Linked DNA regions of Sus scrofa: region 1 is linked to region 2. Evidence: chromatin contacts called from public Hi-C data. All regions are on one chromosome and are shown on one strand. The core of a region is the stretch at or near the end of the contact, and the rest is flanking DNA. Distances in the headings are between cores, read along the strand shown.

What was found. Hi-C and Micro-C count contacts between places; a contact is called where the count stands out from the background.
Region 1: a contact with region 2 is called in a Hi-C map of liver, with 2.7 times the contacts expected there. The contact joins two enhancer-like sites. A contact is called at or near these places in 4 of 47 Hi-C or Micro-C datasets (fetal skeletal muscle, liver and omental adipose tissue).

Annotation. Positions count from the first base shown.
Region 1 is chr9:93,331,459-93,337,209 of Sscrofa11.1, reverse strand. No RefSeq gene overlaps it. Among named protein-coding and RNA genes, the nearest start is that of CROT, 26 kb to the right of the region's middle. Within about 2 kb of position 2,094, at least 1 of the 83 cell types and tissues checked has an H3K27ac peak or open chromatin away from gene starts, as enhancers often do. A contact at or near this core is called in liver, where this site is marked.
Region 2 is chr9:93,260,097-93,266,223 of Sscrofa11.1, reverse strand. CROT (carnitine O-octanoyltransferase) reads left to right here. Exons shown (of 18, transcript NM_001243217.1): 18 at 1,767-2,618. The coding sequence ends at 1,887. It overlaps ABCB4 (phosphatidylcholine translocator ABCB4), which reads right to left. Exons shown (of 26, transcript XR_002335872.1): 26 at 4,100-5,908. Among named protein-coding and RNA genes, the nearest start is that of CROT, 45 kb to the left of the region's middle. Within about 2 kb of position 1,808, at least 3 of the 83 cell types and tissues checked have an H3K27ac peak or open chromatin away from gene starts, as enhancers often do. A contact at or near this core is called in liver, where this site is marked.

The DNA of each region.
Region 1 (5,751 bases), core at 845-3,344, 71 kb before region 2:
CAAAAGCAAAGCGGAGGTTAAATTACTTTAAACCTTAACTAGTAATAGTGTTTAGGTTAATAATAATGACTTATGGTAAGGGCCGTATTTCCTGACTTCAAGCAGGCAGGTTATGCCGGTGCCAAAGAGGTAATTAGATGGGTAACCTCGTAGCATCTACAGTCCTCCTTATCAGCTAACTTTGTTCTTCTAAGGAAGGGGGCTGTGGTGGGAGACTTAGGCGCTGCATTGATTGCTTTATACTGGCCCTGTGGAATGTTAACAAGGCCCAGGCCTATGTCCTTCACTGGACATTTAGCTCTACCCCAACCAATGTTCTGGCCTTTATGAGGGGAGAGGAGATTAAGACAGTCATGGACGCTAAGTGATTATTTTTTCCTCAGGCCTTTTATGTTTTACCATTTTTTGCCTGGAAATAAAAGAACCTCTTACCTCCTAAGAGAAAGTCTGAAACTTTTAAAGAAGTAAAGCAAACATAGAAACAAACAAAATCTTCTTAAGTTTATCTTGCAGTCTCAACCATTTCAGACATTTGGGGATATTTCCGTCCCATGAATTCTTTGCCTTTTCCCTCCTTTATATAAGTAGAATCATAATATGGAAATATACCTGCATTTTATCATTTAGCATTTTATAGTAATCTCATAGGGTTTTTATGATTTATTTATTTATTAAGGTCACATCCGGATCAGAGCCACATCTGTGGCCTACACTGCAGCTTGAGAGAATACCAGATCCTTAACCCACTGAGTGAGACCAGAGATCGAACCCATATCCTCATGGACACTATGTTGGGTTCTTAACCTACTGAGCCACAACAGGAACTGCTACTAGGATAAGGCCTATTTGGATAAGTTGGATCTATTCTTCTAGGTTTAGTCTAGGGTTCATCGTAGGTTTCTTCTAGGGTCTGAACCTGGTGAAGGATCTGCTCTTGAATCTCCTAACAGAGGCCTTATAGACTACCTCCAAGTGCCTTATTTTCTAAAATAAAACTTATGGAAGAACAATATTTGTAAAAAGACATCTCACTCATATGCTTCTCATTTTGGAGCCTACAAACATTGGTTCCAGTGAATGAGAGGGGTATTTGCACTGCACTGACACATTTCTTACTTCTGCAAACTTCTAAGATTTTTGAATGAAATTTATAGAATCGTATGCCAAAAAGGTGTTCATATAAAACCACCCTTTCTTGGAGTTCCCATTGTGGTGCAGTGGTTAACAAATCCGACTAGGAACCATGAGGTTGCAGGTTCGATTCCTGGCCTTGCTCAGTGGGTTAAGGATCTGGAGTTGCCATGAACTGTGGTGTGGGTCGCAGATGTGGTTCGGATCCTGAGTTGCTGTGGCTCTGGTGTAGACCGGTGGCTACAGCTCTGATTAGACCCCTAGCCTGGGAACCTCCCTATGCCATGGGAGCGGCTCAAGAAAAGGCAAAAAGACAAAACAAAAAACAAAAAAACGAAAAAAAAAATCCACCCTTTCTTTTGGTAGAGTGGCAGATTAAATTTAAACAGTACAAAATAGGACTGTAAAGCCACTAGGTTTGTTTTGGCAAATTAAAATACACTTATAATATGGATTTAAAATGAATTTACTATTTAGAATTCTAGAAAAATAAGAAATGTGTAACTTCTAGGAAGTTCCCTTGTGGCACAGTAGGTTAAGGATCTGACATTGTTACTACAGCAGTTTAGGTGCTGCAGATACCAAGGGACCACTGTTCGATCCATATGCTGCAGGCATGGCCAAAAAAAAAAAAAAAAAAAAAAAGAAACAAAGAAAATAAAAGAAAGAAATGTATAACTTCTACAGATATGCCCAAGGAAATACTGACAAATTCCTTCATTTCCACAGCGAGAAAAAAAACTAATAGAAAAATATGGAACCTTATATACTTTTTAATGAGAAATTTTTCATGATGAAATACTTCTACAATGATATGATGAAAGAAATTAAGAAATTTCTTAGGCTAACAAAGACTCAGCATCACTAGCCCAGCTCCCATTGAAATGGTTACTGGTAAGGACAGAATATTCTAAACTCTTCCAGACCTAGCACACTTGCTCAATCTATCTGGACTTCCCTGGACTGAAAAGGAGCCATTTAGTTAAAAGTTTTTAGAGGGTCAAAGGCCAATTGCACCAAAGAATTTTGGTGTCTGCTGCAGAGCCCTGTTATATAGGATTTACTGAACAGGAAATATTAGGCAAGAAAAATCCCATAATGACACACTAATCTGAAAAGATACTGAATCAGGAGTTCCCGTCATGGCTCAGTGGAAACAAATCCAACTAGGATCCATGAGGACACAGGTTTGATCCCTGGCCTCACTCAGTAGGTTAAGGATACGGTGTTGCCGTGAGCTGTGGTGTAGGTCAAAGACACGGCTGAGATCAGGCGTGGATGTGGCCATGGCTGTGGTGTAGGCCAGTGGTTCCAGCTCCGATTCAACCCCTAATCTGGGAACCTCCATATGCTGCAAGTGTGTCCATAAAAAGCCTAAATAAATAAATATTAAAAAAATACAGGTATTGAATCAATCCCTCTGCCTGGCAGAGAACATAAACAATGATTCAGTTGAAGGAATAAAGAAAGATACATTTAACATACTGTGTAATTTTTCTAAGGTTACTTGAATCCATTAGACTGAAATGATGAATTCTGACTCTAAAGGCTCTTTCTCCAATTAAAATGAAATTTGTAAAATTAAACTCTTAATTTTGAGATATTGTAGACTAACATCCAGTTTAAGAAACAATACAGAAAGCCTGTGTATACTTACCTAGTTTTTCCTAATGGTAACATCTTGTGAGAAACTATTTTTGTGCAATTTCACAACCAAGATATTAACATTGATACAGTCAAGATACAGAATAATACAAGGATCCTTCCTATAACACTTTTTTTTTGTTGGTCTTTTTAGGGCCTCACCTGTGGCACATGGAGGTTCCCAGGCTAGGAGTTCAATCAGAGATGTAGCTGTAGGCCTACACCAGAGCCACAGCAACTTGGGATCCGAGCCGAGTCTGCAACCTACACCACAGCTCCTCGCAATGCCGGATCTTTAACCCACTGAGCAGGGCCAGATATCGAACCCGTGTCCTCATGGATGCTAGTAGGGCCCGCTACTAACCACTGAGCAACAACAGGAAGTTGCACCCTGTAACATTTATTTTGTTTGTTTTTGTTTTTCTCTTTTGCCTTTTCTAGAGCCTCTCCTATGACATATGGAGGTTCCCAGGCTAGGGGTCTAACCAGAGCTGTAGCCACCAGCCTATGCCACAGCCACAGCCACAGCAATGCGGAACCCGAGCTGCATCACAGCTCACCTACACCACAGCTCACGGCAACGCTGGATCCTTAACCCACTGAGCAAGGCCAGGGATCAAACCTGCAACCTCATGGTTCCTAGTTGGATTCGTTAACCACTGCACCACAACAGGACCTCCCCCTGTAACACTTTTATAGTCACACCAGTTCCCTCTCACTCCTATGCCCTCCTTAACTCCTGACAGCCACTAATTTGTTGTTTTCCTCATTTTGTAATTTCTAGAATGTTACATAAATGGAAACACACAATTTTTAACTTTAGGGGATTTGCTTTTTCACAATCAGCACCCAGATTGTTGGATATATTTATAGTTCATTCCTTTTTTTTTTGGTTGTGCCAACAGTATGTGAAAATTCCCAGACAAGGGATTGAACCCATGCCATGGCAGCACCCCAAACTGCTGCAGTGACAACACGGGATCCTTAACCCACTGTGGCACAAGGGCTCCTACAATCTTCTTTACTGCTGAGTAACACCTTGTGATACGAATATACAGTAGTCCCCTGAACTTACGATAGTACCAAAGTCGAATCATGCCCAAGTCCTTTATACAAAATGGGGTAGTATTTGCACATAAACTACACACATCCTCCTACACTTGAAATCATCTCTAGATTCCTTACAATACCTAATGCAATATAAATGTTATGTAAATAGTTGTAAATACAATGTGAATGCTATGTAAAGAGTTGCAGGTGATAAGAGCACTTAAGATCTCTCTTAGCAAATTTCAAGTATATGATACAATATTATTAACTGTAGTCAACATGCTGTATATGAGATCTCTAGAATTAATTCAGCTTATAACTCAAAGTTTGACTACTTTTAGAAGTATCTCTTGATGTTTTACAAATTCCCATTGATTAAATAGCTATATCTGACCTCAAGCGTTCCTTTTATATTCAAACTTTATAAAAGCACCTTATTTTTTTTTTCTTTAAGAGATATATGATGAAGACATGGAAACAACCTAAATGCCATTGACAGATGGATGGATAAAGATGTGGTACATACACAGTGGAATACCACTCAGCCATAAAAAAAGAAAGAAAGAATGCTATTTGCAGCAATGTGGATGCAACTAGAGATTATCATACTAAATGATGCCAGAAAGACATTACTTATAAGTGGAATCTAAGTGTCACTTATAAGTGATATATATAATTTACATGTGGAATCTAAAATAGGACACAAATAAACCTGTCTGCTAAACAGAAACAGAGTCACAGACATAGAGACCAGACTTGCAGTTGCCAAGGGGGAGGGGGTTGGGGGAGAGATGGACTGGGAGGTTGAGGTGAGCAGGTGTAAGCTATTGTATATAGAATGGATAAACAACAAGGTCCTACAGAATATAGAGAGCTATATTCAATGTCCTATGATAAACCATAATGGAAAATAATATTAAAAAATATATATGTATAGCTAAATCACTTTGATGTACAGCAGAAATTAACACAGCTGCTGGCCTGCACCACAGCTCATGGCAACGCTGGATCCTTAACCCACTGAGTGAGGCCAGGGATCGAACACACATCCTCATGGATCCTAGTCAGGTTCATTAACCACTGAGCCACAAAGGGAACTCCCTAAACCTAAAGTCTTTTAAAAAGAAACCTTAGTATAATCCTTTATTCCACACTAGTTCTAGAAGTATTAGCATATTAGTAAAGTACTAATGGACCTGTGGTTCTTTGATTTACACGTCATTATGAACTGGTCGTATCCCTTAAAATCCATTTGTTGAAGCTCTAGTCCCCATTACCTCAGAATGTGACTGCATTTTGGCAGTTTTTCTTTTTATTTTATTTTATTTTTTTGCTTTTTAGGGCCAAACCTGAAGCATATGGAGGTACCTAGGCTGGGGGTCCAATCAGAGCTACAGCTGCAGCCTATGTCACAGCCACAGCTATGCCAGATCTGAGCAGTGACTGTGACCTACACTGCAGCTCATGGCAATGCCAGATCCTTAACCCACTGAGTAAGGCCAGGGATCAAACCCTCTCCCTCATGGATACTAGTCAGGTTTGTAACCTGCTGAGCCACAACGGGAACTCCAGTTTTGGCAATTTTTAAATCAAACTTTTAAAGAGGATATATTTTTTTTTTTTTTGGCCATGCCAAGGCATGTGGAATTTCCCTTGCCAGGGATTGAACCCTTGCCACAGCAATGACCTGAGCTGCTGCAGTGATAATGGCAGATCCTTAACCTGCTGTACCACAAGGGAAATCCTAAAGAGCATTTTATTTAAAAAATTTTTTTAATGGTTTTTATTTTTTTCCATTATAGTTGGTTTACAGTGTTCTGTCAATTTTCTGCTGTACAGCAAAGTGACCCAGTCACACATACATATACACATTCTTTTCCTTACGTTATTTTCCATCATGCTCCATCACAAGTGACTAGATATAGT
Region 2 (6,127 bases), core at 559-3,058:
TTAGGGTAGACTCCACAAATTTGTTTTGGACATAGTGGTTGACATTTCTGCTAATACAGGCATTTGTTGTATTTATGTACAAGAGAATGTATCAGGAAGTTCAGCAAAGAGGTCAGAGCCAAGGTGTATACGTACGTTTATGAGTCATTACTGTGTATACACCCAAAATTGTTGTCAATTGTAATACATGGAAATTCTCTGAACAGAATTTTTTTTATTCATTGTTAAGCCTGAAAATATGTGACTTGGAGAAAATTGGTTTATTTTTGAAATAGCATTTTATTTTAAATGTACTTCATGCTCATTGTAAAAAATTTGTTAAGATATAGCAAAAATTATTAAAAGTTAACATTTCTATTACAGAATAAACTGTTATCTTTTTAATCTATAGTGTATATAGGTTATGTGTGTATAAATTTTTATAAATTGAGATCATATTTTAAATATTTTAGTGCCATATTTTTAAATTGCATTCTCTATTTTTCAAGCATTTCCCAATGTCATTAAATATGCTGGATAGTTGGTTAAATAATGACTAGTCTTATGGATTTCCATAATTTAACCATTTCTCTATTATTCCTAATTTTTCTTTATTTCTTTTATGAATTGGACATATAGGAAAGATTGTTCTTGCTGTAATTTAAAAAGATAACTGAATTTTTAAAAAATTTAACGTGAGTAGAAATTGTTAATCTTTGCAAAGAAATATTTAGATGCTAAATATTTGAGAATTATATGCACAGTGTAGCTAGAAAATGCCTAGTGATTGTCAATCATTAGGTGAAAACAAGGCAGGACTCGGTGTAGGTTCCTGTTTATCTTTCAGTAAATATAAACCAAACCGTTTCATCATTACTGGGCCAGATATGACCCACATAAACATGGGCCAAAACGTGTTTTTATTTCATTCTGCTTAATCTAAAATGTATGTCAAAGATGTGTACTTTACTGTCTTTTAGTAATAGAAAAATTGCATGGTCATCCACAAAGCTTTATTTTACACAACATTTTGGTTTTAACTTGAACATGAAGCATGTTTTGCTGTAGAAAGTTCATGTATCTGGAAAGGGGACAGCTAATTCCAAGAGAGTTGGTGGCTAGGTTTCTGCTCCCCAGAAGCCAGGCTTCTGTCCTATTGATTTCAGCTTCCTGGGGCCACTTGTATCATCAGCCAGTTAGGGGATTTCTTCACCAGGAAGAGCTAGAAAGGACACGGTGGTGGATGGCATGTCTTAGTTTCAAGAATTTGCCTTTGGCTTTTCTAGAAACAGCCTTTCTCTCCTTTTATCCCTCTTTCTCTATTTTATTATTAAATTTTCTTCAAGCACTATCAAGCATGACATTCTTCTTTAAAAATAGTTCAAGTTTCACTGCAGTGTGAATTCATACTCTAACTCATTCTCTTTGGGGCATATTAGGAAAGTCTTATTCAGGAAAAGATAGGTTTGTTTAACCCAGTAAGACCTGACTCCAGAGCACTCTTGAGCTCTGGCTAGTTTTTTGTTGTTCCCTTTCATCCTTAGGCTCTAGTCATTCTAGTCATGTGGTAAATTAGCTTTTCTTAGCATTACATATAAATATGGCTTTACTATCTATTTTGCCAGGTTACATTTACCTAATGTGAGCAGGAAATCCTGTACGTATTTCATCTATTTCCTATGTGAACAGAGGGGATAAAGGCCATGGCTCTATTCACCACCACCACTCAGAGCTTTTTCTGTTGATTTTTGCATTGTATGTAACCATGTATTCTTTGTGCTTCACAGATTTCTTGTGTCCTGTACAGCCTGGAAATCATGTCCGGAAACTGATGCAGAAAAGCTAGTTCAGCAGGTTTTTTGTGCTTTCCATGATATGATGCAGCTGATGAACATTGCTAAGCTTTAGAGACTAATCATTTACTAAGCATTTAGCAAAATATGTCATGAAACTAGGTGCTGGGAGTGGGTTGGTGAAATATATAGGAATATTGAGTGAAGGAAACTTGTTAAATGTAGAAATTAGTAGAATCATGCTCTCTAAATTTATCCTGACATAGAAAATAGAAATATTTTTAACTTCCTCTCTTGCAGCAGCAATGCAAATTATGATGGGACTATGGAACTATGCAGAGTTTAAGCCTCAACAATGCAAATCTATCAATTTTAACAATGCAGATCTTACTCTCTTAAATACAGTTGTTGGTACCTGTATAGGCAGTAAGTCTTCTTTCTGAACATCATCATAGGGTCTGTCTTTCAAGCACTTTAAATTTTCTAGTTGCCAAAGGATATGAAATCCATGATTGGATGCTAATTTCCCTGAAATGATTGATTCTATAGGGGTACAAGCCCATGTTCCGGAAAGACCACTACAATTTATTCTAGAAAGAGTTTGTGTTGGACAGGCAGAAGAATTAGGTTGTAGTTAGGAGGTTTATATCCTCTGACACACACAAAAAACCCTAACAAAATTTATTATAGTATGTTGTTATAGTTTTGTGAGTATAAAATTAAAGCACTTATATTTAAAGTCAGTGACTTTAAAAGAACTAAGTATGAAATCAGATTCTCAGGATTTTTTTCCTTTGTTCAATTTTGTAGTTTCTACTCAATGAAAATAAAATTCTCAGAATCACATATCTTCTTGTTTTGTGTCTAAGTGATTGATTCCTGTTTGACCCTCTGCTTTCTGATCACTTATGTGATCACCCAAAACTTACTGTCGCTTATAATGGTGGATCATCTCTCACCATTGTGTCTGCCGGTTGTGCCTATTTGGATGGTTCTGCTGCTGTCTTGCCTGAGTTAGTGATGCAAATGCCGTTACCAGGATTCTGGCTGAGGCTAGGAAGTCTCAGGTGGCCTCACCCACTGCCCGGTGGCTGGCACACACTATGTGGTCGCTGATCATTTGGCACTCTAACGTGGACTCTATTTGGTGCCAGGAATGTTCCAATAGGGAAAGGCAGAAGTTGCAAGGTCTCTTAAGGCCTAGGCTCTGAAGTCATGTTCAGGTCTCACTATGTCTGTTCTGCATTCTTTTGGCTAGGAGGAGGAAAAGGTTTTTGGTTTTTTTTGTTTTTTTTTTCTTTTCATCTTTTTTTTTAGGGCTGAACTCAAGGCATATGGAGGTTCCCTGGCTAGGGGTCGAATCAGAGCTGTAGCTGCTGGACTACACCATGGCAATGCCGGATCCTTAACCCACTAAGCGAGGCCAGGGATTGAACCTGCATCATCGAGGGTACTAGTCAGATTTGTTTCTGCTGAGCCATGATGGGAACTCCTGGAAAAGATTTTATCTCATAGAGCAGCAGCAGATAATTTTGTAAATTACTTTGTTTTTTGTGTATGTGGGTTTTTTTTTTTTTCTTTTCTTTTTCTTTTTTTTTTTTTTTTTTTTTTTTTGGCCATGCCCTGAACCAGAGATCAAACCCACACCACAGCAGTAGCAAGGCTGGATCCTTAACCCCCTGAGCCACCAGGGAATAGCTATAAATGACTTGGTAAATGTAAATGAGTGGGCACAAGAGGGCATGGTTTTGAGGGGCCATTTTGCAGGATTCTACCACAAACATTACAATATGTCTCGTGCACTGGTTGTATATGTCTTTTTGTGGCTAATCATATGTTCTGATTTTGATAAGTCTGGTTTATTATTTCTTTGTGAAAACACTAGGAGTTGGCTTCTATGGCATTTGATATATCATTAACAGTTAATATAGACTAGGAAGATGATACCTGAACTAGGACCTTCTTATTAGTACAGTTGTTGACTAGATTGCCAGGCCACTTAGAATCATTTGTTGTTTTTAAACAATACCTAAAGAATTGTGTATCTTAGAAGCTGACCACTTCTCACAGAGAAACCTCTTTGTACTGATACTTTAACATGTTTCTCTAATTTGTCTGAAGTTGAGTTGACTGGAATGCTTTTTACAAAGAGATTCCTGCGCCTTACCCATACCTATTGAGTCATAATTTCCAGGGGCAAATGTGACATGATCCTTATCAGGCAACTGTGAGAATAAGTGAACAAGAATTGGTTGAATTTTCCCCTTGAGTCACTGGGGTAACATACCCTTTGCCCCACTTTTTTCTTGGTTAAATGAAATTCAGTCTACTGTTATACATAGTTATATTTGAAAAATTCCTTGTGGCTTATTACATATACAAGACCTGATGTGAATAGATAACATAGCTAAATGACCTGTCACAGCAATGAGAATTGCTATTGCTGCAGTAAAGGAAAAAACAGAGTGGTTAGCTTCCAAGGGCTGCCTAGAATATTTTTTGGCCTAAAAATACTTCTAGGAAAATATATTCTAGGAAAATAAGATTATTTGTAAAAAGTAATGCAGTTGCTTTAGAAACAGCATTTTATTGATGTTTCCTTCCAGTGTTTTATATTGCACTGAGATAATATGTACAGTTTTTACTCATGCATTTTAAACATTCTAAAAAATGTGCCTTTTTCTTGCTTTAGATGGGACAAATGTTGCCTGCAGTTAGCTTGTCTAAGGACAATTCTATTTTCTCTTGGACTCTGGTGATAAAGCTGGGAATATATTTCTTTTTTAAAAACCTCAATTCCCTAATAGAATAATTTGAAATTTTACCAAGGGTGAGAGTAGGCTATTGAACAATGTATTTTTCCTTTGTAACAAGGACAATTGTTCCCAAACTACCCTGTAATCTACTCAACTAATTGGGACCATAAGAATTTCCCCTTGTCCGTGACTTCTTCTAATTCTAGTTTTATATACCTAAAGTTTTCTCTTTACTTTCTCCACAGTATTTTTATTGACATATAGTTGATTTACAATGTTTCATGTGTACAACAAAATGATTCAGTTATACATATGCATATATTCTTTTTCAGATTCTTTTCTATTATAGATTATTACAAGATACTGAGGAGTTCCCTTGGTGGCGCAGTGGTTAACGAATCCAACTGGGAACCATGAGGTTGCAGGTTCGATTCCTGGCCTTGCTCAGTGGGTTAAGGATCCAGCGTTGCCATGAGCTGTGGTGTAGGTCACAGACACAGCTTGGATCCCACGTTTCTGTAGCTGTGGCGTAGGCTGGCGGCTACAGCTCCAATTCGACCCCTAGCCTGGGAACCTCCATATGCCGCGGGAGCAGTACTAGAAAAGGCAAAAAAACAACAAACAAACAAAAAAAGATACTGAGTATCGTTCCCTGTGTTACACAGTAGATGGTTGTTGGTTTTCTGTTTTATTTATAGTAGTGTATATCTGTTAATCCCAAATTTATCCCTCCTTCCCTTTCCCCTTTGGTAACCATAGGTTTGAATTTGTGAGTCAGTTTTTATAGTCCTTTTATATATTTTAGATTCCACATATAAGGGATATCGCATGATAATTGTCTTCCTCTGACTTATCTAGTATGATAATCTGTGGGTCCATCCATGTTGCTGCAAATGGTGCTATTTCATTCTTTTTCATGGTGGAGTAATATTCCTCCATATGTTTTTGATAACTCAGAACTAGGCTGTTTTCATACTTCATCAAGCTAGGTGTCACTTGTAACTCCTAAATTTCAAATGCTTGTTTGTAACAGCAAACCCCAAGTTGGATATTCTGCCTTGATCTGGAATACAATATACCTATATTTTATGGTGACTTAGAAACTTCTTACATAAGTCACCAAAAGTTGTAGAATGATTGGAATTTATTTTGAAGATACACTATAACAGGAGTTCATCAGTTCGGTGTCCCAGCCTGGACGCTGACCATGGAGAAATAGATGCCTTTCTGTGCCAGTAGCTGCTGGTGTGTGCCATGCTCCTGGACTTTGCCGTTCTGAATCACCACGATCAAGTCTGCGTTCTGGATGGTGGACAGGCGGTGAGCGATCACGATGCAGGTGCGGCCTTCTCTGGCTTTGTCCAGGGCTTCTTGGACAATCTATTGATAAAACAGAAGCCTTATCTTAAAAATTGTGGAAATATGTTTTAACAGTAAAGGAAATCTAAATATTTTACCATCCATACAAAAGAAAATTACCTTTCATTTCATATCCCTTTGAATCTTTGGCTTTATGCATGTGTTTTTACATATTTAATATTGCATAGTTATGTTCTTTATAATAAAAGCAGATTCTCACACTAAATCTTGACAAGTCTA